Linked DNA regions of Tachysurus fulvidraco: region 2 is linked to region 1. Evidence: chromatin contacts called from public Hi-C data. All regions are on one chromosome and are shown on one strand. The core of a region is the stretch at or near the end of the contact, and the rest is flanking DNA. Distances in the headings are between cores, read along the strand shown. Region 1 holds the start of creb1b (cyclic AMP-responsive element-binding protein 1b). Region 2 holds the start of LOC113641054.

Region 1 (2,672 bases), core at 47-2,546:
TGTGGCTTTTGCATCGCACTGTAACTGTCATGAGGTCAAGCTCATCAGGGACAGTAACTAAAGTAAAGTTCTGTTGCACACCACACTGCTGTTTTGCACAGCACATCAATACCTTTTCAAACTGCAGCTACTACATGAGTATGTACATGTTTACTTAAACCCTCTCTGTTTACAAGTTTTCTAGTTTTGTACAATGTACAGTATAATATACAGTATACACACTTGTCAGTAGTATTTTGTGTATTTGTCTGGTAGTGCTTTGTTGCACTAGGTTGCACACGATGCACATTGTGTGGCTAGGACTTAAGTCCTTAGCCCTGTGTTGTATTGTCTAGCACCATGGTCCTGGAGAAACATTATTTAATTTCACTATGTACTGCATCGGCTCTATATGATTGAAATGACAATAAAAGCTTCTTGACTTGATTTGAAGTCCTACAGTTGGAACTGGATTTGCAGGGGAGTCACATGCACGTTTGAAAAGGAAATTTTCAGAAAGTTTTATTTATTATTGCATTAGTTTCATGATCCTCCCTCAGGGACAGCGGAGCTGTGAACCAGCAATACTACCCACTATACCTCTAGAAGTAATCTTTTTTTTTTCTCAAATATTCTGCCAAATGCCAAAACATTGTGTGTTTATACTGTATTTTGTTTGAAAAAAGCCAAAGCCTCAGTAAAATTGTATTATGTGGCTTAGAATGTTTGGATTGCATTGTGCATTTTGGTCCAGCATGCCTGTTTTTGTCTAAATGGCTTCCTATGGGTCCTTAACCCATGTGAATAGAGGTCTGGCTCAAGGAATGAATGAATGAATGAATGAACAAACAAACAAACAAACAAACAAACAAATACATTTCTGTTTATTTTATTAGAAAATAAATAAAATACAATAAATAAATAAATAAATAAATAAATAAATAAATAAATAGAAATTAAAGTATATAAAGTTAACTAAATGAATAAAATGTTCTTGTGCCCACCTAATTAACCGTTAGAATCTTCAATCATTTTAATTTAACATTTCAATAAATATTACTTAATAAAATACCTTAATAAATCTGAGTTAATGATCCTTTAAATATTGAAGCTAAATGGATAATTATCGAGAATCATCATGCTTCAAACTTCGACGATCATCGATAGTCTTCGTACAATTTCGCTTACACTCGAGTTCACTTCGGCCATTTTCGTTTACCGCTCGGTAAGTTCCGTGTACACTTCGGCTATTCTCGTTTACCGCTCGGTAAGTTCCGTGTACACTTCGGCTATTCTCGTTTACCGCTCGGTAAGTTCCGTGTACACTTCGGCTATTCTCGTTTACCGCTCGGTAAGTTCCGTGTACACTTCGGCTATTCTCGTTTACCGCTCGGTAAGTTCCGTGTACACTTCGGCTATTCTCGGCAGTGGCGCTGCCTCTGATCGGCTTTCCGTCTCCCCAGTTCCGAGTGTGTCGTTGTTGTTGTCGGTGACGCGGCGGAGGTGTAGCCTGACGCGGTCTCTTACGTGTCGGCCCGAATAAAAGTGGAGCTCCGAGGGCTCGCGAGTGACGGAAGGAGTGTGTATCGGTAAGAGAAGACAAAGTGTCCCGGCGGGGAGGGAGAGCGCGGGCATGTCCCGGATAAGACAGAGCTCGGGTCGGGTTCGGCCCATAGGAAACAAAGAGATCATGGCGGCGGGGTTGTTGTACAGGGAGGGAGGGGAGCCTGTGGACGACACAAACGGGGGAACGGGCAGCGTTACAGAGCAGAGGGGGAAATGTCGAGTCGAGCACAGTTTAGGGCACAGCGGAAACGAGCAAACAATAATGTGTGTGTGCGCGCGCGTGTGTGTTTGATATCGTTGTGTCATCTCCGGGTGTGAGCGTTCCGTCAGGCTAACCTGACTAGCCACATTCGTTAGCTACCTAGCTAAAATATTAGCACGATTACTAGGTCGCCAGGCAACTAATCTAGTCGCTCCTAATAGGTTAAATGTTTTTGTTTTGTTTGTTTGTTTATCTTTTGTTATAATTCGGCCAAACCAACAAAATGACCACTGTATTTAATTTTATATTCGGATTGGATAATAAATAAATAGCAGGCTAGATAACTAATGTATAATATAATTATTATTATTATTAGAGTTAAAATCCTGGCAAGATATAAATATGGTTCAGTCAGACCCAGGTTAGTGTTAGACTTCTGTAAAAATGTCTTATAACGATTATTAATAAAGATAATAAATGGACAGTGTGTACATAGTAGTGTTCTGTCACATAGAGATCATGTTGAATTAAAGTAGGATCATAAATCAGTGGACCTTCTAGTGATTGTTAATGATGTAGATCTCAATAATGTATCTGTTACCTATAAATGTGTATGTAATGTTGTTTTTAAGGCCTGGTCTTGTAGCCTTCAAGAGATCATTTGCACAGTTTTCTAGTCATTTGGTGTGTTGTCAGGTCTCTGTATCATATCACCTGTTTATTGAATAGATGCACCAGTTTCTGTTCTTTCTTTTGTCACCAAGCATTTGATGGAAATCAGGCACATTTGTTAGACAATAAGATGATTCCAAAAAGTACAATGACATTTAAGAGCTATGAGGCCAAAAACAAATACGGAAAGTTGCCCTTAACCACAACATGATGATTAAAAGTGATAAAACATTAATTTGAAGTCACATATGAA
Region 2 (2,672 bases), core at 127-2,626, 180 kb before region 1:
ATGAGTCACAAATATAAAATTAAATTTTTCCAGCAGACTTGTGTTTTGCGTAAAAACACAGTTTGACTTCTCAGGCACAGATAGACCTTTATTCAATGTTTATTAGCTTTATGTTATTGCATTTTATTATTATATTTTGGATTTTGTCTTTTATAGGAGGTGGAGTTATATCATATGCTTATATGACATGCTACATAGAAAAGTATCCTATCCCTGCTCTCTTTGTTTAATCTCAGCAAATTTAAAGAAGGGATTTGTTCTTAAAGGTGGACAATTTCTTCATTTTATTGAAGGATGAAAGATGTAGGACCAAGAAATCAATGAATCTGTAACGTATCTGTTTGTCAACTTGCCGTTGCTCCTGGATGGGTCCGCGCTAAGCTTGAGCAGTGTAGAGACTGAAGCCGGCCGTAAATATTTTTTTTGGGGGGGGGGCGGGCAGCAAGCATCGGGGTCCGTGGGCCACAGAGTGGAATCAGCCACGGACGCCCGAATGCTCCACAGTGTCTCCGCCCAGGCTGTCCCGTGCACACCCGCGATTGAGCCAGTTCTCATAGCTACCGTACCGGTGAGCTCGGCTGAGGTCCGGGCTACCCGGCTGGTCTCGAAACTGGCGGATACCCCAATGAGGTCGGCTCGGGCGGCCGGCATCCCTAAGCCAGGTCGCCGGAACTGGCCGGGTAGCCGGAACCTGCCGAACCGACCGGGTCGATGGAACCTGCCGAATTGACCGGGTTCACGGAACCTGCCGAACCGACCGTGTCGACCGAAATGACTGAGTCCGGCTCCGCCTCCAGCACCACCCTGGTCTCCAGTCCTGCTCTGGTCTCCGGCTCCGCCTCCAGCACCACCCTGGTCTCCAGTCCTGCTCTGGTCTCTGGCTCCGCCTCCAGCACCACAATGGTCTCCGGTCCTGCTCTGGTCTCTGGCTCCACCTCCAGCACCACCCTGGTCTCCGGTCCTGCTCCTTGTAGGGCTCTGTAACGTATCTGTCTGTGTTTTCCCCTTGTTTCAGTCTTCCATCTCTCCCTAATGTTAATTGTTTGCTCCGCCCACTCATTGCTCACCATGGACACTAATTACATTCTATCTCTTCCCCAGGTGTTTTGTCTTTGTCTCTGATTGTCTCTGCTCTGTGATTGGTTCCTATTTACTACATTTACTCTGTCTGTTCACTTCCCTGGTGTTGGTCGTTGTTTGGTGTTGGCTTTATGCTGTTCTCTGTTCCAGTTCTCTGCTTCTGTTCTCTGTTCCAGTTCTCTGCTTCTGTTCTCTGTTCCAGTTCTCTGCTTCTGTTCTCTGTTCCAGTTCTCTGCTTCTGTTCTCTGTTCCTGTTCTCTGTTCCTGTTCAGTGTTCTGACCTGTTTGCCCGCCTGTTTATGTTGTGTTTCGTGTTCTGCCTTGTGTTGTCTGCCTGTTCATCTGTGTTTTGTTCATTAAACGGATAAACTGCATTTGGATCCCCGCTCGCCTTTTGCCTCACCATGTCACAGCGTGACAGAAACATAAAGTACAGTAGTGGGGTTTTTTTATATCTTGATCCATGAAGCTAATTAAGTCACAGAGAAGCATGTGTACTATAATCAAATAGCCAGTGAGATTCCAGCATTTAACATACAGAAATGTGTACAAAGTACTAGAGTTGTAGTGATAATTTAAAGATACTTGAAAAATATCTACATCAAAAGGTTGTTTTTAAAGTGAACTGACCTCAAAAGTTTTTACAACTTTTTACTACTAATTAAATTACTACCATGCCCAACACACCTTATCTCTTCATGTTATAGCTTCATATTATATATTTATATACCAGGTGTTTCTAGGCTTAGTTTTGTGAATTTTAAAGGGTAATCTCAGCTTTCATTTCCTGTGAAATCATCCATGCAGAAATAGGCCATTTTATCTTCACTTCCTCATAAAGTAGTTACAACAATGTACCTCACACCGTTAAGTGTCTTTATTTGGGAATTAATATTCTGTTACAGAATTCAAGCCAAGCTGACTAAAGGTGAGTATTTTACTTTGTCATTACCCATGCAGCGATACTATTAGTGAAGTGTTTCAGGTGTTTAAATATGATAAATCATATAACTGTAACCATACATATAATGTGAAACTGGTTATATGCACATCTGCAGATGTCCTCCAGTTCTAACATAACTCCCTTTAAGAGTTAAACTTAGTCACATAAATTCTTCTCTAGTCAAGGCAACATGACAAATAACAAATGTGTTAGCAAAAGATTTTTTCTGCCAGGAGTTATTGATAACCTTCTGTTTCTTTTTTTAAAAGTCCAGCTTGGAACTGATGTGACACTGAGCTGTGAGGTGTCTGACCTCTTACAATCCTCCACTGTGCAGTGGCAGAGAGAGGACGCACCTGTTCCTAACACCACTCTGGTCTACAACAACACTGCATACATCATTTTACACAATGTCGACCATCGCAGTAATGGGAATTACTACTGCACAGGGAGCCACCAGGGAAAGAAACAAATTTATGAAAATCGAACACTTGAAGTGACACAATGTGAGTATGTTCTCCATGTAAACGGGAGAATACTTGAATTTTAATTTGATACTATACTTAAATTTTGGGGTATTTATATCTCACTTGAGTATTGTTTAAATAGAATTAGAATTAGGAATAAAATTCTTGTCTGCTGGAAAAAA

Evidence for each region. A called contact is a pair of places that touch in the nucleus more often than the background predicts.
Region 2: a contact with region 1 is called in a Hi-C map of ovary, with 5 times the contacts expected there. The contact joins the promoter of LOC113641054 here to the promoter of creb1b in region 1. A contact is called at or near these places in 2 of 4 Hi-C or Micro-C datasets (muscle and ovary).

The regions. Positions count from the first base shown.
Region 1 is chr6:25,007,127-25,009,798 of HZAU_PFXX_2.0, reverse strand. It overlaps creb1b (cyclic AMP-responsive element-binding protein 1b), which reads left to right and starts at 1,296. Exons shown (of 9, transcript XM_027143633.2): 1 at 1,296-1,568.
Region 2 is chr6:25,190,403-25,193,074 of HZAU_PFXX_2.0, reverse strand. LOC113641054 reads left to right here and starts at 1,376. Exons shown (of 7, transcript XM_047815347.1): 1 at 1,376-2,008; 2 at 2,293-2,529. The coding sequence starts at 1,933.